7 separate regions of the Mus musculus genome follow, and regions 1, 2, 4, 5, 6 and 7 are each linked to region 3. A link is a contact called in public HiChIP or PLAC-seq and promoter capture Hi-C data. All regions are on one chromosome and are shown on one strand. Each heading gives the region's core, a stretch centred on a gene start, on an enhancer-like site or on the middle of the called end of the contact. The rest is flanking DNA. Distances are from core to core; before and after follow the strand shown. Region 1 holds the start of Mtarc1 (mitochondrial amidoxime reducing component 1). Region 2 holds the start of Hlx (H2.0-like homeobox). Region 3 holds the start of Capn2 (calpain 2). Region 4 holds the start of Mtarc2 (mitochondrial amidoxime reducing component 2). Region 5 holds the start of Cnst (consortin, connexin sorting protein). Region 6 holds the start of Sccpdh (saccharopine dehydrogenase (putative)). Region 7 holds the start of Bpnt1 (3'(2'), 5'-bisphosphate nucleotidase 1).

What was found. Promoter capture Hi-C pulls out the DNA fragments that hold promoters and counts their contacts. HiChIP or PLAC-seq counts read pairs in DNA pulled down with a chosen protein or histone mark. Capture Hi-C pulls out chosen DNA fragments and counts their contacts.
Region 1: a promoter capture Hi-C map of embryonic stem cells shows a contact between it and region 3, with 38 times the contacts expected there. The contact joins the promoter of Mtarc1 here to the promoter of Capn2 in region 3. A contact is called at or near these places in 3 of 39 promoter capture datasets (the 3T3-L1 cell line, embryonic stem cells and liver).
Region 2: an H3K27ac HiChIP or PLAC-seq map of embryonic stem cells shows a contact between it and region 3, with 14 times the contacts expected there. The contact joins the promoter of Hlx here to the promoter of Capn2 in region 3. A contact is called at or near these places in 2 of 484 Hi-C or Micro-C datasets (both in embryonic stem cells), 1 of 115 datasets of contacts at active chromatin or transcription factors (embryonic stem cells) and 1 of 9 other capture datasets (liver).
Region 4: a contact with region 3 is called in a promoter capture Hi-C map of liver, with 2.4 times the contacts expected there. The contact joins the promoter of Mtarc2 here to the promoter of Capn2 in region 3. A contact is called at or near these places in 3 of 39 promoter capture datasets (embryonic stem cells, liver and pre-B cells), 1 of 484 Hi-C or Micro-C datasets (B cells) and 2 of 115 datasets of contacts at active chromatin or transcription factors (astrocytes and extraembryonic endoderm stem cells).
Region 5: a promoter capture Hi-C map of liver shows a contact between it and region 3, with 2.9 times the contacts expected there. The contact joins the promoter of Cnst here to the promoter of Capn2 in region 3. A contact is called at or near these places in 1 of 39 promoter capture datasets (pre-B cells) and 1 of 9 other capture datasets (liver).
Region 6: a promoter capture Hi-C map of pre-B cells shows a contact between it and region 3, with 5 times the contacts expected there. The contact joins the promoter of Sccpdh here to the promoter of Capn2 in region 3.
Region 7: a promoter capture Hi-C map of hippocampal neurons shows a contact between it and region 3, with 4 times the contacts expected there. The contact joins the promoter of Bpnt1 here to the promoter of Capn2 in region 3. A contact is called at or near these places in 3 of 39 promoter capture datasets (hippocampal neurons, liver and pre-B cells) and 1 of 9 other capture datasets (adipose tissue).

What each region holds. Positions count from the first base shown.
Region 1 is chr1:184,809,100-184,813,142 of GRCm38.p6, forward strand. It overlaps Mtarc1 (mitochondrial amidoxime reducing component 1), which reads right to left and starts at 2,201. Exons shown (of 7, transcript NM_001290273.1): 1 at 1,747-2,201. The coding sequence starts at 2,030. Mtarc2 (mitochondrial amidoxime reducing component 2) reads right to left here. Exons shown (of 8, transcript NM_133684.4): 8 at 3,967-4,043.
Region 2 is chr1:184,731,158-184,735,341 of GRCm38.p6, forward strand. It overlaps Hlx (H2.0-like homeobox), which reads right to left and starts at 1,336. Exons shown (of 4, transcript NM_008250.2): 1 at 402-1,336. The coding sequence starts at 984.
Region 3 is chr1:182,516,044-182,519,768 of GRCm38.p6, forward strand. It overlaps Capn2 (calpain 2), which reads right to left and starts at 1,567. Exons shown (of 21, transcript NM_009794.4): 1 at 1,075-1,567. The coding sequence starts at 1,311.
Region 4 is chr1:184,844,100-184,848,124 of GRCm38.p6, forward strand. It overlaps Mtarc2 (mitochondrial amidoxime reducing component 2), which reads right to left and starts at 1,809. Exons shown (of 8, transcript NM_133684.4): 1 at 1,447-1,809. The coding sequence starts at 1,718. It overlaps Gm34451 (a long non-coding RNA gene), which reads left to right and starts at 1,748. Exons shown (of 2, transcript XR_865818.3): 1 at 1,748-2,138.
Region 5 is chr1:179,545,164-179,549,434 of GRCm38.p6, forward strand. It overlaps Cnst (consortin, connexin sorting protein), which reads left to right and starts at 1,366. Exons shown (of 11, transcript NM_146105.3): 1 at 1,366-1,453. Tfb2m (transcription factor B2, mitochondrial) reads right to left here and starts at 1,113. Exons shown (of 8, transcript NM_008249.5): 1 at 659-1,113. The coding sequence starts at 968.
Region 6 is chr1:179,665,396-179,669,509 of GRCm38.p6, forward strand. Sccpdh (saccharopine dehydrogenase (putative)) reads left to right here and starts at 2,836. Exons shown (of 12, transcript NM_178653.3): 1 at 2,836-3,150. The coding sequence starts at 2,961.
Region 7 is chr1:185,330,661-185,334,862 of GRCm38.p6, forward strand. Bpnt1 (3'(2'), 5'-bisphosphate nucleotidase 1) reads left to right here and starts at 1,499. Exons shown (of 9, transcript NM_011794.3): 1 at 1,499-1,603.

The sequences.
Region 1 (4,043 bases), core at 951-3,450, 2.3 Mb after region 3:
ATTCCAGTGTCTGTATAAACCACATTTTATTTAATTTCCTCACCCCCTGATGGACACTTGGGTCATCTCCCCTTCTTACTCGCCGCTGTGCACAGTCAAGTTTCAGTGTTCCCCGTCCCCTGTTTTCAACTCCTCCTGGTAAACACGTTAGAACATGTTTAAGCCTGGTGTCTTTTCCCATCTATCTAGAATGGTTTTCTAATTTACTTGCCTGGAAAGGGCCTGGCTGTTTTCTAGTTTTCAGTGCAAGCAATTGACTTTTTTTTTCTTCTAATTTTTCCCTGAGTACCCCCTAGGCAGCCTCCCGGACCCTTCCTCTCTCTTCTCTGTCACTTGTCACTGTCCCCCTCATTGTATGTTTGGCTGTTTGCATTTGTTGTTATTTATTTGTTTATTGCTTATGTTCCCTGAGAGCTTGTGACGAAAGTGAAGAATTTGACACCACAGCTGTGGTGCAATTCAGAACATGTTTTCTGAATCAATACGGTAATAAAATGGCAATGCCCTTTGCCTCTGAGGCTGACAGAATCGATCTATAGACAAGAAGCTAGTGTATGTGGGATCCCACTGCTCAAAACAGGGAATAGTTAGGGTTCCTGACTGCCTGGAGCAGAGGTGAGCAGCTGACCTTTGAACTTTGTCCAGAACTGCTGTGTCTCAGTGAAAGGACCATTGGTGTATTTTCTAGTGAAGGAGAGTCAGCCTCTAATGATCTTTGGTTCTTGAGATATGAAGAATTGCAAAACACAGGTGATGGGGAGAGGGGGGGGGTTGGGGCGGGCGGAGAGCAGTCTCACATTACAAGGTCCACACTGAACCGAGGAACCCACTCATCTGTAACTGCCCATCAACCTTATGTAAAAGCCACCCGTAAATCAGCTATGAGACAAGAAGGGCTTTGGAGCAAAAATCTCCATTTCTTCTTCCTGAACCAGTCGGTCAGCATGTCCACTGGACCGGCCTGATCTGAGGCGAATGGCTTGTGTTAGCTTTAGAGAGCTGAGACGGGGAGGTCGCAGCCTCTGTTAGCCTGTGTCCTCTGCTGAAGGAGAGGCCTGAGGATCCTGATACGCAGCCTTCCAGTGATGCCCAGAGCTGGTGGGAGACCAGACCTGAAGAGAGCAGAGCTGCTGAACCTTCGCTGAAGTCCCGGCGACAGGGGTCACTCCTCAGCTGGACTCTTAGTCGCTGTTTACAAATCCCAGGTTGCCCCCCCCCCCACCCAGTGCAGAACCTTTATCTGACAAGAGCCTTGGGGAAATAACACTCACAGCTTATTTTCTTAAGCTGTCATGCATGCTCAACTACTGCACTAACAGGGATGAGCCGTGCCTAGGATCCAGGATCTATTGTCTTAGTTTTTCTAAATTTAAGACTATCACTGAGAGTAAAGTAACCAAGGACCAGTCCCTTCAGGGTCCCTGGGTGGAGGGAGATTGAAGTTTCTTCTTGCGGATTGGCCGGCGTGAGAAATGCCTCGTCTAACACCACAAGATTTGAAATAGCCACGAGAGGATGGATAGAGAGATGTCCAACTCCAGGAAGCGTGAAACCCGGGAACTTCAGAGTTCCAGGTCCCCCGAGTTGGCTGGCGGAGGGTGAAGTTCATTTTTTCCGTTTCTCACCACCCCTTTCCCAGCCTCCGGTCTCTAGTCTGAGTAAGAAGGGACCGGCGAGCGGACCCCGCTGACCTCCCCACACCCACACAGCCTAGGTCAGCGTGGTGATGCTCGGTGCTCAGCGTACCTGTCGCGCAGGTGGCCATAGCGCAGCCCCATGGCAGTGCACTCTGCCTCGCTCACCGACAACCCCTTGCAGGACTTGATTGGGTAGATCCAGAGCTGTGCCACCGTTCCCACTTGCTGTAGCCGCCGGCGTCGCCGGGGACGCGCACGACGCCAGGCCACTGTCCCCAGGGCCACCGCGGCCAGTCCCAGCGCGGCGACGCCGAGCCAGGTGGACCGCGGCTGGCCCGGGACCCGAAACGCGGAGAAGCCGAAGAGGGTCAGCGCCCAGGACCCCGCACCCATGACTGGAGAGGGCGGGATGAGCGCTTGATACACCTCCGGCGCCGACTGGACCAAGAGCTACTGTGGCCAGCGGCCTGGGCCTGAGCCCAAAGGTCAGCAGCTCCTGACCCTTCCCCTCCAATCCAAATTGTGCATCTTCATTCGGCCTGGGCGGGAGGTGGTGGCTCAGCTGTGGAATCTCACCGCCTGCCCCTACTTTCCGCTGCCTTCCCCCCCTTCGGTCCCTCCCTCCCTCCCTCCCCTTCCCTCCCTCGCTGACCCTCTCCCAGGATCAATCAGTGCAGAGCAGCTTATTTACATGTTTGCAGAGTTGTTTATTTGACCTAAAACACACAACGTTTGCAGAACGTGGCGTGATTTTGAAATTAGAAACCAGGCTGCGGGCAGCCGCCCCTCTGGGGTCTGTGGGGAGCAGTTTGGCAGCAGCCAGGGTGCTTCCAACCAGCTGGGATATGAAGGGAAAAGATCTGACCAGCCTTGAGGATCTACAGGGCCAATCCTGGGCTGCAGCTATTCGTAGACACCCGCCCCCCGCACCCCCCACCCACACGCCCCTCTTTTCCCTGCGTCCTAATGTGGACTTGCACTGCCAGGTATCTCTTCCGAAGGCTACCGCATCTTGAACAACAAAGACAAGACCATCAAGGTACCTTGGGCGCCTTAGGCACCTGTTTGGTGTGTCAAGCTGCTAAAATGTCATATTTATTCAAGACTGTTCTAACCAGAGCATTTTCTCTACTAAGTTAAGGCAGAGAGACTGGACTTTGTACTGAAACAAGGGCTGGGGATTTTACAGCCAAGGGGCAGTGCGGGGATGAACCTGGCTGCAGGAATAAAGATTTCTCTGAAGAGAAGCTTGTGCCCTTCCCTCTAGCCAACAGACTCTTGAAACAGTGGACCAAGAAACTGGGACTCCCCCGACTTCACCCCATCCCAAGTCTCAAGGTGAGAGAAGGAGATGGCTGGGAGCCATCAATCAATCGGAGGGAGAGCCTGCCTCCCAGAGGGAGATTCCACAGAGTTCTGACAAAGCCTCAGACCGCCTGAAACACGGGAGGGTCTGATGGGTAGGATCACACTTTGACCAGAATAGTTCTGCTGATGGGCAGCATCCTAAAGCAGAGGGGGCAGTCCCCAAAACTCGATGTTCACGTGGAAATGCAAGAATGAGGTATCATGGAGGCCAGCCGAGGCCAGGCAATGTGCTGCCGGCTGAGTTGGACGCCCTGTAGAGGTGCCCTGTAGAGAGGCCACTGTGTGGAGAGTGGGAGAAGCAAGCAGAACGCTAGCACACACTGGCCTCAGCTAGCTGGGCGACTCACTTCCCTGGGTTTGGGCATGAAATGTCACCCTCTAGCTTGCATGTCCCCCCGGCTGGTGGCGCTATCTGGGGAGGCTGAAGTAAATGATGAGGTGTAGCCTAGCTGGGGAGGAAGGAAGTCTCCTGAGGGCTGGCCCCTTCCTGACCATCTGCTTCCTTCCCTTGGCTTGTCAGGTAAAATTGACTCAGGATACAGCTTCATATCCCACATTTACCTCACAGCCTGCTGGAAGCCAAGGGCCCAGGACCCAGCGAAGGAGAAGACGGAAGGAGCAACAGCTGTCCCCCATGGATGATATGTCTTTTGACATCATCAGCTATATGCCTTAGACCAGCCGTTCTCAACCTTCCTAATACGGCTCCTCATGTGGTGGCGACCCCCAACCATAAAATTCTTTTCACTGCTACTTCATACCTGTAATAGTGCTACTGTTAGGAATCGTATCGTAAATACCTGATAGGCAGGATATCTGATATGTGGCCCCTGTGGAAGGATCGTGACCCACAGGTTGAGAAGTGCCCTGTACACACCAGTGACCAATTAAGGCTTAGAACCCAGGGAAGACACGTGGTGATCTTGTAAAATGAGTAAGAAGCAAAAGTCACAGAGGAAGTAGGAGAGACTCGCACTTATTAATGACAATGGAACCACACAGCTGTAAGAGAGCTAACTCGGCTCCATGTTAACTTAG
Region 2 (4,184 bases), core at 86-2,585, 2.2 Mb after region 3:
CTTCCTTCAGGAGCTTAGACTGGCCGGTTTGCTTCCCCGCAATTCTTAAGAAATACTGGAAATCAAATAAATGCAAAGTGTCCCCACGCTGAGATTTCCTTGTCAGAAAGATCTAGGTCGTTCTGCAGATATTTCATTCAAAAGATGGATAATACACACTTTTGCAAAACTTTGCAGCAACCAGAGTATGGTCATCCGTTTCTATGCTGTTTAAGCAACACGAAGATATGTTTTTAAACATGGGATAGCTGACTTTTACATGTCACTAAGTTTTCCTTCATTTCGTTTTCTTCGCCCTCATTCTACCGTTCTGTCCTTAAAAATAAACGCACCCCAAATCCTCCTGACATCAGGCCCCTCATGGGTGGTGGTGAGGCCTGAGGCCTTCCAGCGATACGTACCTCTCAGAGTGTTGCCTTCCTTAACTTTTGGGTCAAATTCCGCAGACAAAATTCGATCGATACCAAATTTGAGGTCTTTGCTGGAGGGGGCAGGGGCGGAGCCGCTATGGTGGGGGACCACCCGCGTCCCCGAAGTCGGTGGCTGCAGGGAGACCGCCCGGGGTGGAGGCGGGGGCTGCTGCTGCGGTTGCTGTTGCTGCGTTGGTGATTGCTGCGGGAGATGCTGGTGGAAGGCGGCAGAGAGCGGAGACAGCCGCTGAGGGAAGCCAGCCGGGACTTCTGAGGGCGCCACCACCGGGGTGGGACGGAGCGGGGATCTGGCGGCAGCTTGGAAGGAGGCGTGCGGGTGCACGGAGCCCAAGTGTGCGGTGAGGGCTGCCGAGGCCCCCACCAGTCCCTCTGCAGCGGGCCCCGGCTCCCCGACGCCGGCGTGCAGGATGTCCGCGATGCAGAAAGAGGGTTTCTTGACAGCGGCTGGGTCCAGGGCGAAGGAGCAGCCGCCCGGGCCCGCCGAGGAGCAGTAGGCGGCTGACCAGAGACTAAAGTTGGAAGCATAGAAGGGAGCCAGGCCGGCTGCGAACATCCTGGCAGGATCCCGGCGGGGTCCTGGGTGAGTGGGGAAGTGGGTGGGCGCTCGGGCAGAGGCGGTGTCCCAGCCGAGCCCGAGCTGCTTTCGGTTCTTCGCCCGCCCTGAAGCGGAGGGCCAACCGGGGAGCCCTAGCGCCACCGAGGGACGAGGCGAGGGCCCGATCGCCGCCCGCCACGGCCTGGGCCCCTGGCTTGGCTTGAAAGGCGGCGCGGCGGGCGCGCTCCCCGCCGGGTGGATGGAGGCGATCGCCAGGCGCTGGGGCGACAAGGCGAGCGCGGCCTCGCTCTGCTACTCCGCAGAAGCCGGGGAGACAGGGACCCGACACCGAAAGAAAAACCCAAACAGCTAAGCCCTAAGAGCTAAATTTAAAACAACAATAATGATCCGTTAGTTTAAAAAAAAAAAAAAAAAAAAAAAAGGAAAAAAATTAAAAAAAAAAAAAAAACTCCTCTCTAAAAACTCCCAAAGTTTTGGCAGGAGCTTTCGAGTCAGACCCCGGGTAGGACCTTGATCCGTGCGCTCATTGGACGTCTTCGTGACCAATGGGACTCCGGAGTGGAGGGGAATTGGGAAAGAGGGGGGCGTGGCCGAGCTCGGCCACGCCCTGGCCACGCCAAAGTGTTTTCTGCGGCAGCGTGGGCTAAGCTGAGTACTGAGCGTCTCTGGGAGCCGCTTGGGGGTCGAGACTCCTCGGGCCTCTGGCTCTCCTCTGTCCCCTGCAGCTCGGGGACCCGCCAGCGGCAGAGCCTCGGAGCCGGTCTCCGGAATTTTCCTGGAGCTGCGGAGGAGGGGGATCACTGAGGCTCCCGTACTCTGCTGTAGTACACCCCCAACCTCCACCCCAGCAGACCACGCTGGCGGTCCGCAGGCTGTCCCTTCCGTATTCCGCTCTCATGCGACTTTCCTTCTCTCTGCTTTTACCCAGGTGCTTTTATCACAAGTCCTAGGTAAAGGCCCCATCCTCTCAGCGCCCCTACAGCCCAGAATCCCGACCCAAGTCTACTGTAATCCGCTGGTTTCTCAGCTCACCAGAGCTGCTCCAAGAAGCCAGGAGGAGGGCAGACCACAAATTAGTTTTATTCGGAGCTGTCATTCCAGTGACAACTTGAAAGAGTGACTTTTCAAACAAAAATAAGATAGATGGCTCCAAACGTCTCCCTTAGAAACAGCCAAACTTTTACCCTGAGCCTCGGAACCAACAAGGAGTGCAGCCCCAGAAGAGCGGCACGCGTGTCCCCTCTCTGCACCTTGTAGGAAGTGCTACCCTCCGCGGCCACCACATCCCCTGGTCACGTGAGGTCCTATGTTTTGCAAGTGCCAGGGAGCGGTTGCCTTTGAGATTAAATACCTACTTTTAATTCGGCTGCAGTTTTTCCAGGATCCGCTTTGGCCTGTTGGAGGGAGGCACTGTCCGAGCCTCCACAGCCAGCGCCTTCCATTCTTGCTAGGGTCTTTAGAACTCAGCCTAGGTGCACTGGGAATTTTCTGTCGCATCAACATCTCTATTTTAAGAATTCGTTCTCTTTTAAATTATAGTCAGAGTGGATTTCCCCGCCCCTCTCCCAAACAGACCACAGGCCACCTAGATGAACGGTTGTTGCACATTTCAGGAAGAAAATAAAATAATGACAATAACGAAACCACCAAATCTTTTGTTTTCGATTGTCCAAGTAAGTGTCTCCGGAATGATATTCCAAGGCAGGCTTATTTCCCCTCAGCAATAAGATACCAAAAACTGGAAGCCGTGAGGGAACTGCCAGGCTACTATCAGCTCAGGATTGGCGTGAGCTCTTGGATTAATGTCTAACAGCTTCGTGTCCTTGGTCGCCGGTATTGTCATCATTAGCGGACGCCTTTTTCCTCGAAAGCAATCGATGGCTAATCAATCACAGGCTATGATGTCCCAGTATCAGGGACAGGGGTACTAACTATATCAAGGAATGGAGGGGTATAGACAGTTGAGGGCAATGGTGCCTGGGACGAGAGGGGCCGGAAATCCTGTCTAGCAGGGAGCAGAGGGTGGACTTGTGACAAGTACAGAGGCCACCGGAGGTGAGTTTTGGGCTAAAGTTCTGGTGATGCGGTGAGAGACCTGTTCATTAACTTCACTGGGTATTAGAGAAAGCAAGTCACTACTAGCCTAGGGAGAGAGTATCTAGGCTGCCTGTCTCTGTTGCCGGTCTTTTCTAACAGCCTTGTAATTCAGTTGCGATTCCAGTTTAACCTCAAGACGTCCAGACAGCGAAGCGGTCTATAGCCAAGTCCCAGCTCAAAATGACGCTTCGCCCAGAGGCCTGCATCTTCTCCTCCTCCCCTAGAAATAAGGCTCCCCGCCCCTTTCCCCTCTTTGCTCTGTTTGAGTCGGCTGAACCGGAGTTGTGTGTGTAGAACAGGAGTGCTCTTGGGTGTCTGGCTGCGCCCACAGCCCAAACGCATCTGCGGCATTAGAAACCAGGAGTGCCCCGCAGATCAAAGGCTAGGCTGCAAGGACTGCCTCCTCCGCAGCTCAGCTGTAACTGCATCATATCTGAGCGATCCTCCGTTTTCCCAAGCCTGAGGCACCTTTGCAGCCGTCGCAGCCCAGCGCAGCCTTGTCACCCGAGGCCTAATCGGAGCTCCCGGTGCAAAAGAAAGGGAAGGAGAGGAGAGGAGAGGAGAGGAGAGGAGAGGAGAGGAGAGGAGAGGAGAGGAGAGGAGAGGAGAGGAGAGGAGAGGAGAGGAGAGGAGAGGAGAGGAGAGGAGAGGAAAAGAAAAGAAAAGAAAAGAAAAGAAAAGAAAAGAAAAGAAAAGAAAAGAGGGGAAGGACTTTGGGTCACTCTCTCTTGCTCCAGGCCCAAGCCCTGTAGACCAGTCGCTTTGGCGGGAGCTTGGAACACTGCCCTCCTCCTTACCCCTACCCTTCAGAACCAAGAAAGCAGCAGGAAACCCGGGGCTCGCCCGGAGTTCAGGTCATCTCCTGTTTTTTTGATGGGCTCAAACTTGGGCTAAATGAGCGGATATGCCTGCGAGATTGGTCTCAAAATAGAAGCGGTCCTAGTATTTTAGGATACTGCAGAAATCCTTATTTCTTCCGGAGAAAAACTCTATAATGACTCCTAGCACTTCCCCTTTCAATATTTGTGCAACTTTATCTCCACCGGCAAGTTGCTGTGGTGACGCAAATCCGCTCTTCTGTATTACAACTTCCAAAATAA
Region 3 (3,725 bases), core at 317-2,816:
CAAAGCCCTTACTCAATGAGCCATCTTTGTGGCCCCAGGCTTTGAATCTCTCATCCTCCCATCTCCACCTCCTGAGTCCTGGAATGGCAGGCATATATTAGCATGCACCTGATTTTATATGGTGCTTGGGATAGAACCCAGGGCTTCATGCATGCTAAGTAAAGACTACCAACTGAGCTATACCCCCGCTAGTCTCTGGTACTTTCAGACTAGACTCAGTAACAAAAGCAGCCTGGGGGAACCAAGAGGATAGAAGCAGGGTATGAATGTCCATTGTCCTAACAGGAATCTAGAAGTTTAGACTTCCTCTCAGTTCCTGGGAAAAGTCAAGTGAGGGTCCCATGGGCATCCACTGGCGATTGAAACCACAAGGGAACGGGAAGGGCTTAAGGGCAGAGACTCTGAGGGTTAGGACAGGAGTATCTAGGAGTTGAGCAGAGGTTTCCGGGTGAGGACTCTAGGTCAGCAAAATAATGAGTAACAGAATCATTGGAGCCCATCGATTCTTTAAGCTACCCTTCAGTTCTTTAAGTTAAAGAGTCCTCTAACTGCACTTTGAGAGCCAGACAAAACCCACGCTGGATAAATACATGTACTTGCATTTACAAGTGCCACATGTACTTGTGACCACCTTTGTCAGCCAGAGCCAGGCTGTGCCCACCCCTTGCCCCCACCCACCCAGCAGTCCCGAGTCTTCTATCCTACTCTGATATCCCCACCCCCACCCCTACTGCCGAGCAGTGTCTCCACCCTCACTCAGATCACCACTAGAGTCCAGTAAAAGTTTCACCCCAGCGGCCCTGTGTCCCTGCGGCTTTGTGAAGCCGAAGGCAGCCTCCAGGGCGTGTCCACTAATGGGATTTGGGGTCCTGTCCTGCGAAGCGCTCTGCGCGCAGCTTGGGGCAGGTCCACTGGCTGGGCCTCAGTCTGCATAGGGAGTCCCCTTAGCAGCAATCGCGGAGCACTACTAAGCAGGGACTACCGAGCCGGGGAGCCAGGGACTTGCAGCCTCCCGGAACCCCGAGTGCCCTTCCAGGCCCTGCCGGCCCTGCCTGTTCCCCTCGCGCTTCCTACCGTGGGCCGCTTCCATTCGATGCCCCGAGTTTTGCTGGAGTAGGGCCCCAACTCCTTATAGCCCAAGGATGACGGCAGGGCGGGGAAGGAAGGATCCTGGAAGAGCGCCCCGGCCTCCAGGCACTCGTTCCGCAGCGTCTCGTAGTCCTGGTTGAGGTACTTGATGGCTCTCTCATGCGACCCCAGCCCCTCGGCCGCTTCGCGGTCCTTGGCCAGCTTTATCGCGATGCCCGCCATGGTAGCGATCCGGTTGGCGCACTGCACGGAGAAAGGGGTCGCGGAGAGGCGGGGCACGGCACTCGGCTGGGGCGCGGCCGGGCCCGGGGCGCTGCAGCGGACTGCGGGAGCCGCTGCTGCGGGGATGATTCACCGGCGGGAAGCGCCTGGGCCGTGCGCGGGGTGTGGCCTCCGCCTCCCCAGGCCTGCTCGGCGCCGGGCTCCGGACGCGGCTCGCCGGCGACCTGCACAGTGCCAGCCCGACCGTGAGGACTACGGGGCCGATGCTGCCACCTTCGGACGGCTCTCGGGATGGCGCGGCCCGGTGGGGAGGGCGAGCGGGGGGTGTTGGGGGGACGACAATCGCAAGTTGGGGAGCGAAGTTGTCAAACCCCAGCCATTGGGGAGTAAGGCTGGGCGAAACTCAGCAATGACTGTCCAGAAAACATCGGATGAGTCAGGAGCGGATGAGGGAGGGAGCGCGGCGACTAAGCCAGTTGCCACTCATTGGGCTCAGGATCGAAAGAGAGCTCTGCAGGCTCTGGGCACACATGTTACCTACCACCCCCAAATTTGTGAGAAATGGCTACTGGTGTGTCCATCTTACAGATGAGAAACTGAGCTCCAAAGAAGTTCAAAGATGTAACCCCTACAAATTAAAGCAAGACAGGAATTTTAGGGTCCCAGGGCCTCTGCAGTTACTTATTTGTGCATAAGTAGGGCTGTACAATTTGACAAAAACAAAAAACAAAAAAACAAAAAAACAAAACAAAACAATCCATGCTTGTTAAATCTAAATTTCAAGAAAAGGGGCTGGGGGATTGTGTGGTTTTAGCATACGTAGCCCTCAAATATCACCCGAGGCAAACCTGTGTTAGAATAATAATGTGATGCTTATCTAAAACTCAGATTTACCTGGGATGATTTATTGAGTTGCTGCTGGGACACCATTTAGAACAGAGCCCCTGTTGGTGGCCTGTACCACCGCTCTGTCCAATGAAAGTTTTCGCTGCCACTCACACACACAGAACTGGGCGGGCTTGTGCTATGAATGGTTTAAAGCACGGGTTCTCAACTGGAAGCAACCCGCACGCACCAATGTGACCCTAAAGGTTTTTGACCCTAACTGCAGACTTTCCTCATATTGTCACAACTGGGACAAAGGAGGCTCCTGGCCTCTACTGGGTGGAAGCCAGGTGCTACTAAAGGATGGTCGGGCGGAGGGCATCCCTCTACAGAGAGAACAGGAAGAAAAGTGCAGTCTGAAAGATCTCTGTGCCAGGCTGAGAAACCCTGGTTTGAACCTCATCTTGGTTCAGCATTGATGGTTTCTGAGATAGTTTGTAACTCTGTCAGTTGCAGGAAATTGTAGCAACTTGAAATATCAGTGATATGCAAATGACTGTTCCTGGAAGAATCAAAGTGTCTGTCTCCCTGTGGCAAAGCCAGGGCTTGTCTGTTGATACTGCTACCTCACTATTCTCTCCTGGGCATGGCAGGTGTCTGGGATCTTCCCCCACTTCCCTTTTGAATCCTGAGCCCAGAAAAAATCAGGGTGGGGCCAAAGGAAATCAGATGGTGGGAAAAAATGAACAGCTTCCGGAAAAGAGCCATGAAGCTTAGAAACCACCATGCTGCAAACAAATGCTGGCTGTCGAGCATGGTAGCCCATGTCTTTAAATCCCAACACTTAACATGAAGTGCCTGACGGGCCGCGCCCAGAAGGTTCTACCCAGCAGTAAGCTGGATACATACATGCTAAGGGGAGGCAGGGATGGGGGCAGATCTCCATGAATTCCAGGCCAGCCTGGTCTGCACGGAGTGTTCCAGGCTAGCTAGGGCTATACAACAAGACCCTGTCTAAAAAAACAAAAGTACAAACAAACAAAACATGAGGTGTCTGGTTACTCCATCTGTATTTGTCAAATAAAATCTTTTAAAATGTGTTCATTTGTATCAATATGAAGCCATAATTTTAGCTTTAAGAAAGATTCATTCCTATTTAGCCTCGTTTCTGTATTCTTGTCTTTAACCGGGTGTCTACTGTTGCCCAAGGCTGACTCACTGCTTCACTTGCTCAAACTTCACTTGGGATTCTTTCTTTCCTTAATGGTTCCCCAGATCTGCTTCCCCCAGGATGGCCCACACACAAATGAAACAGAGGGCTTCCAGCCCACTGTCACCAGCTTCTGGGAAGGGGCCAACGATAGCCAGAACATTCCTCTACTTGGCTCGTCATTTCCCAGTGTTTCTCTTCCAGATTCTCCCTGACTCTGCTTGTCCCTCCTCTGCCACAGAAAAAAAAAACGGAGCCTCCTCTCCCTTATTTTTCTGTTTGAACCTGAGGTGCTTGCAGAGTCCTGAGAGGGGGCCATCCTGCCCAGGATCACAGGTTGGAAAGGCAATGTCTCCCTACCTCAGTTTGACTCTATTTG
Region 4 (4,025 bases), core at 559-3,058, 2.3 Mb after region 3:
AGAGGAAAGATGCTCACATCTGCCTTGCCACCTCTGGTTAACACGGTGGGCCTCAGAACCCCCTGGGTGTTGTACAGTATCCAGTACCAGGTACCCAAGGTCTTCCTGACCGCAGAGATCTTAACCTCCACACTTTAATAAACTCTAAACATCTTTCTCACAATGATCTCGCAGGAAACCATTTCATTATAGCAGAACAATCCCCTGGGGGGATTCTCCATTCTTGGTGATTTCAATTCATTTGGACAGGGATGGGACTCTCGAGGAATGGTAGTATTTTATTTCATTTTATTTCATTTCAGTATATACACAAGTTTTCATATAGCTCAGGCAGGCCTTGAACCCAAATCTACAGCTTCCCTGGAAGTGACCTTGAACTTCTGATCCTCCTGTGTGGAAATGACTGGCATGTGCCACCATGCCTCCCTTGGATGCTGGAGGATAAAATTCAGGGCTTCACGAACCCTTGGCAAACACTCTCTCCTACCAACGGAGCTATATCCCCAGGCCCTCAGTAAATGATAATTTAAACCCAAACCTCCCAGCATTGCAAACATAGGCCGCCAATGAGGAATGGAAAATCCATGAGCGGAATTCCTGATCTATAAATTTATTCTGTAGCAGAACTAAACTCTTTTTTTTTATTCTAACCTCCTTTATTATTATTTCATACCCGTTTGTGACTAGCTCTCTATCGCCATCTACCACAACCCCTCCCTCGCCCCACCCCCGGCAAACCGTGTAATTCTGCTCCTTACTCGTTCAAGTGGTCACCAGAACTAGAGGGAAGGCCCGATGTTCTTGAAAACGCTCAGCCAATGGCATTTTATATTTCTAGTGTCCTACAGTTAGGAGAGCTGTACGGACAGCTGACAGGGGAGTCTCCCCCCCCCCCCCCACCCCCCAGGGTTCCAGGAATGCTCCAACTCAGTTTTCCAAAACTACTTTAGCCAGAAGCACGGGCTTCGCAGCTAAAGGATCAAAGCTCGACAGCCCAGAGAATTCAGGCAACAAGCCTCAGTTCTGTGAAGCCGAAAGGGGTGGGGGCCGAAATCCAGGCGCTCTGTTTCGCTTTAGAGTAAATTTGCATGTGGTAAAACTAAAATTCTCCTCCCGGAAGGTCTCCCCACAGACATATTTGGGCTTGCAAACTTAGATTTCAACTTGAACACGCTCGTCAATGTGCACCGTGCTGTAACTGCTGTCATCTCTTTCCCATATGTGTGTTTCCCAGAAGCAACAAACCCTTACTTTCTAGGTTTGGGGAGAACACAGCTTGCAGTACGGAACTCCTCTCTCGACTTGCTCCAGGCTCAGGCTCACAAAGTTTGCACTCACCGAGGGGCGCCTGGTTCCAGGTCTCACACTTCCGAGCAAGGATAGGCAAGGCCCCACCTCCCTCGCCCCGGCCCATTCGCGCCCGGTGCAGTGCGGGGCTCGGCGTACCTGTCGCGCACTTTGCCACAGCGCAGCCCCATGTCCGTGCACTCGGTCTCACACACCGACACCCCCTTGCAGGACTTGATCGGGTAGATCCAAACCTTCGACACCGTGCCCACCTGCTGCAGCTGCCGGCGCCGCCGGGGACGCGTGCGACGCCAAGCTACGGTCCCCAGCGCCACCGCAGCCAGCCCCAGCGCGGCGACGCCGAGCCAGGTGGACCGCGGCTGCCCAGGGAGGCCGAGGCGAGCCAGAGCCGTAGAGCTGGAGGAACCCATGTTACACTATCCCGGGCAGGCCTGGGCTACTGGGCCGCGGTGTCGAGGCGGGGCTTAAGGCTCCGGGAGTGTGGGAGGAGCCAGGGTTGGCGCAGCCGCACTGCCTGTCAAACTTATGCTGCTCACGTCCAGATCAGTGTCGGCGGAGCCTGGCCCACGCCCATCGCGGGTGACAGCGTGGGGTGGTCACTTTCATTTTACTTTGTCTCTGTCCGCCTTTAAAGTGATCCCTCCCCCCATGACTCTTCAACCTGCTACACTCATTAACCCTTTTGCTTCTAAAAGGAGCACACTCAATTGTGCAAGAAGCTGCTGCACTGAAATGAAGCAGAATGGAGGAATGTTTCCTGGGGACAACTTTGGGATAGGTCTCCCGAAGATCGCGCAACTCTCTGGAACGCTCGGCTTCCATCTCTGCAGGTAGAGACAAAACTACTGGCGCGGCTTCTGGCAGCGTGACCTGAGGTTACAGGTACACCAGCCAATTAAGACAGCGCAAGGAAGGGAAAGGCTGCCAGAGCTTACCACTTGCTGAGGTCCGAATAGAGGACTCTGGTCGACTTTTCTCAGACAACGATCTAAACGGAATCCAAATGTCAGGCTTTGGCTAAGAGATAGCCCCAAGTTCAAGATCACGGTGGGCTATTGATGGCCAGGACCTGTCTCAGAAGCATCAATGATTAACTCATCAGTTGAAAGCCGCTCAACCCATAAAGGTCCTGGCTGCCAACACTGACATCTCGAATTCAGTCCCTGGGAGCCATGTGATAGAAGGGAGGGAACCATTTCTTGAACAAACAGAGAGAGTGGGAGGGAGAAGGAGAGGGGGACTGGGAAGGGGAGGGGAAGACTGAGACAAGAGACACGAGAGAGGAGAGGGTGGGAGGTGTACATGGAGAGACAGAAAGAGGAGACAGGGGGAGAATAAACGCTAAATAAATAAATGGCGAAATGACTCAGTGGTTAAGAGCACCCAGATGGACTCCCAGTACTTACATAGCAGATCGTATCTGTCTGCAATTCCAGTGCCAAGAGACCCCCACTCTCTCTGCCCCCTGCAGACCCCCACTCTCTCTGCCCCCTGCAGACCCCCACTCTCTCTGCCCCCCGCAGATAGCTGGAACACAGGTGGTACTCAGGCATACATGCGGGCAAAAACATCCACATACTTAAAATAAAAATAAAAATTTTAAAATAGCCAAGGGCTTAGAATGTTGAATTCTGCTGCGTGGACAGTCACCAGAGACGACAGACTTCTGCATGGGAGGAAAGACAGGACAGAGCCCCAACCTCTGTAACTGGCAGAGCAAGTGTGTTTGCTTCTGATAGGTGACACAGACTGAGAGAGCCTACCCATGTAGCACGTGTTCCCCCCCCCCTTCTCTGCCCCTTCACTTTCCCTCTGAAAAGCTCAATGCCTACTAGATCTGAGCTCATCCCCACTACAGACACACACTCTGTCAATAGTTACTTGATGGATAAAACCCAGGCTTCACAGTTTAACTGATGTCTGCCATTATTTTGTAAAAATTTCATTCAAGCAGACTACTGGGATAAGAACAGACTTTCTTACATAGGATGGGAGTTGGTTTATTTTTCAAAGGATGGTTCTTTGCATCAAGACATAATCTGTCCAAGGCCTCTTGAGGAGGCCAATCTGTTGTCCCCTCCAAAGTAGGACTAAGCCACCTGCTGGAGAAGAGGTTTTTTTTTTAAGAAAAACATTTGCTTAAACCAGTGTGTGTGCACATGTGTGTGTGCACATGTGTGTGTGTGTGTAGCCACATTTCCACTTACATCTTCATGCATTAGCATCTCATAAGCATCTTAAATCTCTTCCCAGGAGTATGTGTTATATAGTATTATAATGACCTATATATGGGTTACCTACAAATTCTAGAGCACTGGTTCTCAACCGTCCTAATGCTGAGACCCTTAAATGCAGTTCCTCGTGTTGTGGTGACCCCCAGCCATAAAATTATTTCATTGCTACTCATAACTATAATTTTGCTACTGTCAGGAACCACAATGTCAATATCTAATAAGCAGGTGTCTGAAGTGTGGCCCTAATGAAAGGGTCATTTGACTCACAGGTCGGGAACCACTTCTCTAGAGCATGACATTAGTGGGCATAGCGGAGTGGGGGTCGCTCCAGCTGCTCCCTGCCACTTTGCTCTTTTTGTTCCTGATTCTGTAAGGTTTCCAGGCCTCACTCTCTGCTCTGCTCTCCAACATCTTATGTCCCATGCCTGGACAAGCTTCTGTCAGAACTCCATGCCTGTAAAGTCCTGTTGTGGATAGCCCTGG
Region 5 (4,271 bases), core at 116-2,615, 3.0 Mb before region 3:
AGCTCTGGCTGTCCTGGAATTCACTCTGTAGACCTCGATGGCCTCCAACTCACAGATCAGTCTGCCTCTTGCTGGGATTAAAGGTGTGTGCCATTGCATCCGGCCACAGTCACTTTCAAAGTCGACTTTACACAAGCTTCAACGACACAATGTTTCCAGATAACATTCTTTTTGCATATAGAAAACTATGATTAGGCAGTTACCTTGAACCCACAACATCTCAACAGGTAAGCTGTACAGCCTTCTGTCTGTCAGTGACAGCAACACTTACTGTCCTAACAAATGTCACTATTTCCTAGAAGAAAAACAAGTATATAAGATAGTATGTAAGATTGCGACTACCTCTTACTCACGGACTATTTGAATGTTTAGCCATAAAAATTACTGTCAAGTCTAAACGAAATGACTGTCAGTAAGAAGTGATGCTTAAGAAAGAAAAAAATACAATTCAGGGTCAATGAGAACGCTCAGAGGGCAATGGCGGTTGGCGTAAAGCCTGAACACTTCGTTTCAATCATTGAGATCACAAGTGTAGGGCGAGAACTGACTCTCGCTAAGTCGTCTTCTGACCTAAACACGCGCGCATACACAATAAACAAACACTAATTTAGGATATTGGGCACGTAAACGCTAAGGGCAAAGCTTCTGTTCAACTCACCTGGATTGCACTCTAGTATAATTTGACGGGATGGGTTTTGGTGCTCCAGCAGGTCCCGTACCAGGTTCCTGGCCGCTTTCTTACATGCTATGTGACGCGTAGGCTCCGATCGATTCCTGGATGTCCACGGGGACGACTCCTCCAAATCAGAATCAGGCAACGGCTCTATATTGAAGTCAGAGAAGCCGCGGCGGTTCCTCGTTTGCCAGTCCTTCCGCGTCGCCGCTCCGGACCCTAGAATGCAAGATGGGCCGCGGGCCAACGCTGACAGCGCGATCCGCGGGGGAAGCCGCATCGCCGGTCCCCTCATCCTCCTCTAAAGTCCACCTCAAACACCAGTTAAGGTAGCCTCTGCGAAGAACGCAGAGCACCCCATCACACGTGCACACATTTCACCACCACACTAGGCCGGGCGGAAGTAAACATTACGAATGGCGCATGCGAACGACCTAGCCTCAGTCCTTTGCTCACTCGCTTCCGCTTCCGCCTAGGCTCCGCCCCCAGGCTCCTGTGCGTGGACTCTCCGGGTGTGTCCGTGCTGGAACTCTATGGTCGCCCGCCCTCCGCACTTCCTCTCTAGCCGCGGTCTCGCACTCTATGCTCCTCGGTCCGGCCGCCAGCCGGGAGGGTTGCGCAGAGGGAGGCGGGGCGGGAAGGCTAGAGGTGTCCGATCCTCCAGTGCCGCGGGAGACCCGAGCCGGCGGTGTGACAGCTCGTCGGCCGCCATGTCAGCGCGCGGGGCTGGAAACAGACCCGGCGCCCGGCGGTAGCCCTTGCATTGCCTCGGATGCCCAGGTAAGACCAGCAGCCCGGCTGCAGGGGATCAGCCGGCTGGCGGCGACCGCCGAGCTGTGGGGAGTCGCTGGCTCCTCCCCGGGCGCTGTCCTCCCCGGAGTTGCAGCGGGTCCCTCTCGCATCCGCCCCCTCTCGGATCTCCTGTTTTCCCCGCTTTTCTGCGGGTACGCGGTTGTCGCGCGTCGCGCCAATTTCTCCGCGCGCGCTCCCCTCCCCGGGGACCCGGCAGCTTCTACTCCGCGTCGGTGTCTCTGTTCGGTGGCCCGTCGCCTGTGCCAGCTTCCCTGCGGGTAGCTTTTATTTGCCCCCATATACCTTCTTTCCCCTCCACAGCTACCTCTTTGGTTGTCAGGAACCGCCGAGTGCCTCCCTTCTTTCCCTCCCTGTGGGCCAAGATTTACCTTTTCTTTTTAATATGCATGTTTGCAAGACTGAAATTTCAGGCTGAAAAATTTTAATATTTGAAAGCTTAAAATTCCTTCCCATGTTTAAAAGGATTAAAGCCTTAGGAAGCTTCCTTATTCTCTGTGTAAACTTAGTTAAGCACATTGTACCGTAGAATGCAATTTAAAAGGCCGATTGCAAAGACTAAAAATAGGATACTCTAATGGGAATTTTGGCAGTGTTAGAAGATCCTTTTCTTTGAGAGTGATTTCGGTGTTTGGGGATCGTACTCAAAGCTTTGCCCATTATCCCTTCCATCAAGGCTGGAAGCTGCGGCCAATCAACTTCTTAGTTTAAAATATGTACAATCCTTTCTGCTTACTCTGCTGGCAGCATAATTGAGCTTGGCATATAAATGCACAAGGAAAGAGTTTCTCAGGAATGTGTCACCTGCCAAGTAGCCTCAAGATTGCCCTTAGCTAATGAAACTCTAGGGCGGAAAGAATTGACACCTGAAGATGGCCTTTTTTGCATGGTAAGTTAGTACACTGCAGAAGCTATTAACTGTTGTTCACTGATCTTGATTTTGTTAAGTTTTTGTTTTGTTTTTTAACATCCTTTCTTTATTGAAATTATTCTTCCCAGGCATGGTGGTAAAAGTCTGTGCTCCTGGCATTCAGGAGGCTGATTACCCACCAGTTGGAGGCCAGCCTGGGATGCATAGAGTTCAGGGCTAGTTTAGGATATAGTGAAACCATGTCTCAGGAAAAGAAAAAAAGCAAAGGTGACCCCCCCCCATTGGCATTTTGATAAACTCAGAAGGATTCTAGACTTGCACCCCTCCCCAGAGCTATATTTTAACAATTGAATATGGCAGAATGATTTTTATAATTTTTATTAATTAAATAATTAATTAACTTTACCTCACGATCCTTGCCTCCCCTGCCTCCTCTCCTCCCAGTCCCTCCCTCAGAATGATTTTTAAAAAATATCAGAGCAATAACAAAATTTACTTACCCAGTATATTCTTGAGTTTTTCATTTTTAAAATAAGCCTCTTAAGGCAAGGGGATTGTAGCTCAGTGGTAGACCACTTCGCACGTATAAGGCCCTGAATTCCAGACCTAGCACCATTTTTAAAAATTTCACAATGCCTGTGGACCACAGCCTACTCAGTCCAAGGAAACTTGGGGCAGGGTTTATTTTCCTTTTGAGTGGTTGGCGTTAGGAAAGTTATATTTATCATTGTCCTTCTTTGTTAGGGGTCAAAGCCTGGGCTTTGCACACGCGCTGGGCGAGTGCTCTGCCCTGGAGCTACCTCCCCAGCTCCCTGTTTCTGTTTGTGTATGTGGTATGCATGTGTGTGCCTGTGTAGTGTGATGTCACGTGACTGTCACTGTCCACTGTTTTGTTGAGACATGTTCTGTTCCTGACCCTGGAGCTCAGATCCTGCTGGGCTGGCTGTCCGTCAGTGTCCACGGCTCCGTCTGCCTCCATCCTCCACGCACTCAGGTTATGGGTGTGGGTCTTTGGGGATCAGGACTCAGGTTTCCATGTTTTCTCTGCAAACGCCTTCCCGCCTGAGCCCCCACCCTTGGTTAACTCAGCATCCCTGGCACTGCAGGCCTTTGCCATGTGCCTAGTTGTTTCCCTCTGCATAGAGTTAATGGTATACTTGTCTGCATTTGCAGGTACTCGAGCAATACAGAAAGCACCCACCCCATGTCCATTTCACTTTTAAAATGAATCTTAGAGTCAGCATTTAGACCTACATTTTTAGAAAAGCTTAATTAAAGTTTTTTTTTTTTCACAAATTGCTTAGCAGTTGGGGCTTTTGTATCTTGTGCAATTTTTGTGCCTTTGAAGTAATTTTTCTTTCTAATAGTGCCTGCTGGTTTCTTTATGGCTGGTTTTAAATTATTTTTCTTATTAAGTTATCATAATCAGATTGCTTGAGAACGGAAACTACTGGTTTCTCTCTTTTTTTTTCTTGTAGCTTTTAAATGAGAATTGAAATTGGGAAATACTAAATGACAGTTCTGGCTTGCATCAGACTCAAGGCTGGAGAAGCATTATTCAAAGGCGTGGAAGATAATTCTAAAACTTGACTAGCAGTCCCACTTACCAGGTGGAAATGGTCTTAGTGGCTTTACTCCTCTGTATAGCAGAGTTACAAGTAGTTGTCAAGATTTCCTGCTAAGTCTGCAGCTCTGATGTGGTTAACACTCAGCACATCTCAATTAGGGCTGACCCTGTTGCAAATGTCCAAGAGTCACTTATAGCCAGTGCCTCCCTCATTGGCTGGCACATAGCTATAGCATTGCTGTTTGATGCTTAAAATGTCTTTCTACCTGGAGAGTCTGATTCTCTTGGGATACATGAAAAAAAGCCTCTCTCTCTCTCTCTCTCTCTCTCTCTCTCTCTCTCTTCCCTTT
Region 6 (4,114 bases), core at 1,586-4,085, 2.8 Mb before region 3:
TTGCGTCAATTACTCTCTCAATTCTTCTATATCTAAACCCTGCTAATCTAGGCCAGTACTGGCTTCTTCTTGGAACTCTCTTTTTCAGTGAATTAAAACAAGTACCATATAACACAGGGGACCTCAGCATTGTTTGGCACCACCGACACTATATCCTGGGACGAGTGTCTTCTCTTGCTTATTCTGCCTAGAGTTAGATCAGTTCCTCTCCTCATTTACCACATACACATCGATTAAGCCATCAGTCCCAAATTAGGGATAGCAATGAAGTTGTCATAGCCATGGATTCATTGATCCTGTTTCAGAGCCTAACACACAGGAGGCTCCCTGAGAATGCTTGCTGGATGGCATTAAATGGCTTTCTAGATGGATACAAATAACACAATTACAAAATTAAATTCAGGAGGAGTTTTATATCTCCAGCATGAGCTAGAAAGATTTTTCTGATGGAGACATCTCCCCAGACACTACGTGCCTGCAGTTTTCATTTGGACCAGCGTGGTGCCAACCATGTTACCAGCTTTGTCTTCCTTTATTTTTACTTTCTGTTACAGTCAGACAATAACCAGCTTTGATGGCTCAGCCATTAAAGGCTAGGCTCACAATCAAAAATATATCTATAGCACACTATAGCTTTGATGTTGAATGTCCACTACAGGCCCACGTAGTAGGCATGTGTAGAACTTTCAGAATCTTTTTTTTTCTTTATTCCCAGGACAGGGTTTCTTGTACAGCCCTGGCTGTCCTGGAACTCACTCTAAACCAGGCTGGCCTCAAGCTCACAGAGATCTGCTTGCCTCTGGTTCCCGAGTGCTGGGATTATAACCATGTGTCACAAAACAGTCTGGCCTCAGCCTTGGTGTGTGAAGTATCTCTTTTGCGGGTTGGAGTCTTTGTGTTAGGTCTGGACCCTGAGGTTCTGGGAAACTGCAGTTTAGAGGTAGTGGAAGCTTTGGTGGGGGCTAATATGAAGTCCTTAAATCACTGGGGAGATGCCTACAGGGGAGAATGTAGGAGCCATCAGCCCCTTCTACTTTTGTTTCATGGCCATGAAAAGAGTAGTTTGTGGGGGCTGGAGAGATGGCTCAGTGGTTAAGGGCTACTGGTTGTTCTTCCAAAGGACCCAGGTTCAATTCCCAGCACCCACATGGCAGCTCACAACTGTCTGTAACTCCAGCACCTGATCCTCTCACACCAATGCACATAAGAGTAATTTTCTCTGCCTTGAAGTCCAGTCACCGGCATCCAGAAAGACTACCAGAGGCCCAGAGACCCAAAGCAACAGGCACATCTGACTAAAGACTGAAAATACACAAACTGCAAACCTAAGCAAACTTCTTCTTCTTTGCAAGTTAATTTATCAGATATTTTCTTTTTGTTTGGTTTTGTGTGTGTGTGTTTTGCCTGTGTGTACTTCTGTGCATCATGTAAGTACCCGGTACCAGAGGAAGCCAGAAGAGAGTACCAGATCCCCTGGAACTGGAGTTACAGAAGGCTGTAAGTTGCCTTGTGGGTGCTAGGAATCGAACCTGAGTTCTCTGGAAGAGCATCTAGTGTGCTTAACTGTGGAGCCATCTCTTCATTCCCCAAGAATTTCTTGATCGTGAGAGAAAACCAACTAGAGCATTAAAAACAAAACAAAACAAAACAACAACAACAAAAAACAGCAGGGGAAGCTGGTCCAGTGCTCAGGAGGCAGAGGCTGGTGGATCTGAGCTGGAGGCTGGCCTAGTCTACCAAGAGAGTCCCAGGACAGCCACCAGAGTTAACAAAGAGAAACACTGTCTCAAAAAAACAAAAGAAAAGGAGTGGGGTGGGAAGTGGGGTGGAAGGCTTGTAATTCAAAGACTCAGGAGACTGACACTGGAGGACCCAGATTCTGAGGCCACAGAGAAGCTGTCTGGAAACAAAAGCAACAACAAAACTTTAAGCAAGCTTAAGACAAAGGAAAACAAACAAACAAACAACGCTCAACAATAATCAGCAATTTGGGCAGCCCTGAAAACCAGAGCTGGGTCTAAGAAATCCAGAACGGAATTCAAGTCAAGTGATATTTACAGAAAAAAAAAAAAAAAATCACTAAGGCAAATGAGAGGCTTCATGGGATAGTGGTCATCTAAATACCCTGGCCTAGCTGCTGTACCCACCCCCATGGACATTCTGCTTTCTACAATAAGTCTCAACGAACACGATTAGGTTTGGTCTGTAGCAGCTCCGAGAATAGCTCAGTAGGCACAAGTGCTTACTGCTGATCCTGACATTTGATCCCTAGACTAGTTGTCCCCTGGCTCCTGTGGCACGGGCGTGTGCACAGACAAGACATACAGACGCATAAACAAACTTAAAAATAATTTAAAAAATTTTTTTAAAGGAAGCCTAGCCCAAAGCAATGGTCTCTGACACCATCAGAAAGGCTGGATGACAGACAGTCAGTCCAATGCTCTCAGCTCGGGTCACCAGCGTTCCTTATTGCTAATAAGCTTCTCCTCCGCCACCGACTTCCAAGCTCCAGTTCTCGGCGTGGGCGACCCCCCGGCCGTCTCTTTTCGCAATCCCCCCAGAGAAGCGGGAAGAACCGGCCCGCCCTGGTTCTGCTTCAGGGGAACCAAGAGGACGCGATGATTCGGGTGGCCAGATTGATGCGGGTAGCCGGGCGGCGGGCAGCAATGGGCCGTCGGCCGCTCCTGTCAGCCACCGAAGCGGACGTGCAGCCCGAGCCGGATGTGGCGGCGCGGCACCGGCCGGTGGCCCGGGATGCGGCGCAGCAGCTTGGTCGCGAGGAGGCGTGGGCGTGGCTGTGGGCGTGGCCCGCGCGTGGGCCGAAGGGAGCCGGGCGCTGTAGCCGCGCCGACGGCGGCCAGGACAGCGGCGGTTGCTGCGCCCGGTACTGGGGTCCCGGCCTGAGGCGCAGGCGCGGTGGACTCAGCCCGCCCCGGGCTGCAGCTCGCTGTGGACTCGTCATGGCGACGGAGCAGAGGCCTTTCCACCTGGTGGTGTTCGGCGCCTCTGGCTTCACCGGCCAGTTCGTGACGGAGGAGGTGGCCCGGGAGCAGATAGCCTCGGAGCAGAGCTCCCGCCTGCCCTGGGCCGTGGCGGGTCGCTCCAAGGAGAAGCTGCAGCAAGTGCTGGAGAAGGCTGCCCAGAAACTGGGTAACACGGCGGGGTCGCCGGGGTGGGCAGGGCCGGGCCGGGCTGGGCGCAGGTCGCCGAGGGGCGTCTCCCTAGCGTGCGCCTGCATCGAGCCCTGCGGGAGGACCGGACGCCTCGCCTGGCCGAGCCGGGCCGGGCCTTGTTCCGCTCCTAAATTAAAGGAAAAAAAGAAGAAAAGGCTTTTCTCTCCCTCCCAATTTGGGGATCTCCACTGTCGAGAGAGAGTTCAGAACTTCAGTGGCTCCTCTGTCCATCTCTGTTGTTCTGATGGGTTTGAAGGGTTCTTGTACTTGTGGGAAAGGGAAATAAGACACGGATTTCTTGGAGGTCCATTGTAGTTTGTCTCTTGGGGACAATTAAGAAAGCTGAGTTGTACTAGCAATATTATAGTGCACCTATTTTTGTGGCTTGGTGATACGGATTTAGCTCAGCACTTCTGAACGTGGTAAGCATATACACCGTGCTTCTGAGTTACCCCGCTAGCTGCTTGCTTTTTTGTGTGTGTGTGTTTTTCTGGTTTTCAGTTTGTGTTTTTGCTTGTCGAAATCCGCCTGCAGTTCTCACTTTAATTGCTTGAGGCAGTGTGGGCTGACCTGGACATACTGATGCCCTTGCCTCTTCGCACCCCCACCCTCCACTCCAGTCGTCTTATTCTTAATAAAAATGTGGGAATTTTTTTTTTCTTTTTAAGTTTTGGATGTTTACTTATTCTTTCAGCTTCTAGTCAACATGTTGATTGAGTAGTATTTTCCATGCTAGGCCTTGTCCTAAGTGTTGTGATGCACACATGGGAGTGAGGAGGGACACGTGGGTGCTCTTGCGTGTACACACACACACACACACACACACCCAACCTTTTTGCTTTGGGGAAGCACCCGACTTAGAACCCCATAGCCTTGGAGTTTGGCAACTAAATCTCCACCCAGGACAAGTCATACTTGTTCTTCATTCTTTCTATTCAGTT
Region 7 (4,202 bases), core at 249-2,748, 2.8 Mb after region 3:
TAGCAAAACCACGCCTCTGCTAGGGCAAGAGGCAAATCAGAGTCAGCAGCCGCTGTCATAGTTGGATGGTCTGAAGCAGCCCCATATCCCCGCATCTGGGATTCAAGCAAAAACATTTGTTTGTCTGTTTTTTTAAAAACAAACAAAAACAAAAAAAACAAAACTCCAGAATTCTCCCTACAAAGATACTGTGAGCTCATGAAAGAGGCATACTTCCCAGAGTGCCGGTGGACTCTGCATCTCAGTGGCTAAGCTAAATCCATGAGAGAGAATGTATCTGTCCGTATTTATGGCAATTGTTACGCCGTTACAATGTAACTACAAAAACTAATGTATGGACTGTTAAGTTTTTTGTTTTGTTTTGTTTTGTTTTGTTTTGTTTTTTGATTTATTTATGTGTATGAGTCTTTGCCTGGGTGTATTTATGTGCACCATTTGTGTGTCTGGTACCAGAGGAGGTCAGAAGAGGTTGTGGAGCACCATGGAACTAGAGGTTTGGATAGTTGTGAGCCTGTGCTGGGAACCAAACCCCAGTGCTCTGGAAGAACGTGTGCTCCAAACTGCCTGCTGAGCCATCCCACCAGCATCCAGTGTACGGCTTTAGAGGGTGTGTGTTGTAGACATTTTTACCACACCTGAAAGGTATGTCTAAATACAGAGTAAATGAAATAAACTAAAGAAGTCTTTCCCAGGGCTGGAGAGGTGGCTCAGCTGTTAAGAGCACTGACTCCTCTTCCAGAGATCCTGAGTTCAATTCCCAGCGACCACATGGTGGTTCACAACCATCTGTAATGGAATCAGATGCCCTCTTCTGGTCTGTCTGAAGATAGCTGCAGTGTACTCATATACATAAAATAAATAAATTAAAAAAAAAAAGTCTTTCCCAATCCTAGCGATATGTAAGTGGTGTGTGTGGACATTTCTCGCTGGGCTGGTGAGAATAGGAGTGTGTAGTACAGGAAAAGCTGAGGTAGGACTGCCAAGAATTCGAGGCCTGCCTGAATGATACCGTGTGTGTGTTTATATGAATGTATATGAATATATGCATGTATATGAACAAATATATATTAACAAATATATATGAACAAATAAGTTATGGTTTGCCTCTATTAACTAAGGTTTGAGAGTCGCAGAAAACACATAAAAACAAAATCTTTTTATTATTATCCTCATAAAATAACGGCATGAGAAATTTTTTAAGGGAAAAAAAAAAAGTGTTGCTTTTATCAAAAGAATCCCACAAAGGCAACTCACTAAAAACCAAAGGCAAGCCAGCGTGGTGGCACCTGTGCAGTCGCAGCTAAGTTAGGGGAGAAAACAAGCAAAAACTGTGGCGGTGACGCCAAGATGCCAGAAACCAGCACCCAGGAACGGCCTGGGAACTCAGGCTCTGACGACAAGTAGCGAAAACCTGCGCAGAACGCTCAGAAACGGGTTCCCCCGACAGCCGGGAGCGCGCGGGGACCTGTGTGCGCCTGCGCCGACCTCGCGCACGCGCAGCCGCTGTCCTTCTCACAGCATTGGACCAGTGGACTTGGAGGCAGCCGGTTCCCGGACAGCGAGCCACCAGGCCGGACAGCGCTTAGGGGACACCAGGCTGAGTGTAAGTTTCTCCCGCTGCAACGCAGAGGCTCAGGCGGCCCTGGTTTCTTGTTGTTCAGGTAACTGCCCACCCCTGGCACAGATTAGAGGAGTGCCAGGGGTTGTAATCCCAAACACTACACTGCTACACTGCTCGTCGTTCAGACGCTTCTAGAAGCTTGAGTGGCCACATGTGGTTGTCTATCTGGACCTTCTCTTTCATAGTGGAATAAACTACAGAGTTAAACTTGACTTTCGCATCCGTATTTAGAAACTTCAGAATAGCAAAGATCCTTTCAGTCGTCATTTCTTTGCATCAGTAGGCTGCTGTGATTTATTTAACCAGGAATAGAAGAGCTGCGTCGAACCCATGTATACATTTTGTTTTTGTTGGAGGGCTCCAGTAGGGACACGTTTCCTCGATCCCTGCAGACTGGGCAAACGATTTCGTGTGGCAACCTTAATCACTTCTCAGGCTGGAGGTTTGCATTTCGTTTAAATTCAGTAGACTGAGCATTTCGTGTATTTAGTGATAAGCACCTTTCTCTTTCTGGAAATGGCTTGTCAACTGTTCTTGCCCCAAACAAAACAGCCCAGTTGTTACTGGGGATACAGGACTTTCCTCTCCTGTTATATGGTATGAACTGGCTTTGCTTGTGGCATTTTGGACATGTAGAAGTTTTAATTTCTGTGTAAATGTGTTAATACACTTAGTTTTATGTTTTAATGGCCCTTTTCAAGTTTATAAAGCCATTCCTATACTTCTTGTAGTTTCTACCTTAATTTAAATCTACTAGACTGAGAGAGAAAACTGTTAGACTGGCTTCAAATCCAAGGTACATGTGCTTCCAGCCAGGACTTCCTGGAACATTAAACAACAACAACAAAACCCAGCATTGGCTGTGTGTGTGTGTGTGTGTGTGTGTGTGTGTGTGTGTACAGGTGCCACAGGTGTTTGGGTGGAGGATGGAGGGCTGCTTGCAGGAGTCAGTTCTCTCCTTTCACTGTATTTGAATTCAAGTTCTCAGGCTTAGCGGCAAGCACCTTTACCAGCGGAACCATTTTACCTGGAACGTATTTTAATAAGAATGTAAGAAAGATCCAACTGTTTTTGAAGCTCTACCAGTTGCTATTTGTGTGCGAGTGGCTTTCCTCCTTTTCCTTTCTTTTCTTTTTCCTCTCTCCTTTTTTCTTTTGAGACAGGATCTTGCGGTGTAGCCCACCTCAAATCCAGGATCTTCCTGTGTCTCGTCCCAAGGGCTAGGCAGTGTCATACATTCATCTGCTTCTTTCTTGGATTTAAAATACCACCCTTAGTAGTATGTTTGGATTCATTTCTGGAATTTTACTGAGAGATATTGTTAAGTTGGTAGTGTTTGCCTAGCATGCATGAGGTCCAGGGTTGTTCTATCTCCATATATGTATGTATATACATATACACACACACATATATATATTCGGCATATTTATATGAGTTTTTGGAATTGAGGATATATGTGTACATGCATGAGTGTTTGGAGAAAGTACCACACTCGGTAGCAAAGCTAGCCTGAATTTACTGTGTAACTAAAGTTAATGTGTTATTCCCAATCCTCCTGACTCAGCTACCCAGGTGCAGGGACCAGAAGCAAGGTCACCACGCCCAGCTGATTAGCTGATGATTGCGTTTGATAGCTGGTAATAAGGGGATCTCTATTAATTGTTCAGAATTTGCACCATCGTGCTCATTTCTATCTTTCCTAATACCTTGAACTTCAGCACTACTGATCCAGGTTCCAAAGATAAGTTATTTTAATGCTTTTGCTGGGAACACGTTGGACACGTCTGAATCCTAATCTGCATGCTCACCATCCTTATATGAATTAAAGATAAAGGACAAAAACAGGTGGTGGTGGTGGTGCTGCTGCTGCTGGTGGCGGTCTCCTCCTTCTCCTCACCCCTCTTCTTCCTCTTCCTCCTTCTACTGTGAGAAATTCTGGTCACTTGAGCTTTGCTGCTATTCTTTGTTTTTGTTTGCTTGCTTGTTTTTATTTTTTATTTTGACACAGGGTCTTACTGTGTGCACCTGGCTGGCCTGCTCTTGGCTTCTGGCCCAGGCTGTTCTCAGTCCTTTGCAGTCCTCCGCAGCCTCCTGTATGGTCAGATTACAGGCACACATCACCATTTTAGACTTGTGCTATTTTCTCTCCTTGAGAGTGGTTGGCAGGTATTATAAAGATTTCTCGGGAGCATGTAAATTAAGTTAATTGCCTTTTTATTTCGTATTTTTCATATTTCCTCTTACAGTGCTAACCTAGAATACAATGCAGAAGATGCTCTTTCCCATCAGTCACTGTGTCCCTCCTAGGGTGGGAACAGCCTTTGTGTCAGTTGCTTTCCTCACCAAGGAGTAAAAAATCCTCAGGGTGCGGGTGTTTATTATTTTGGCTCATGGTTTACTGGCATACAGGCCATCATGGTGGGAAAGACACCGTGTCTGGGACTCCATTCTTGGTGGTGGAAGCTTGCATGTGACTTTTTACACCTTGGTGAATCTGGAAGCAGAAAGCCTGAACAGAATGCAGAGAAATGGGGCAGGTGTCAGTGCTGGACCATAAAGAAACCTTAAGGCCCACTGTCCA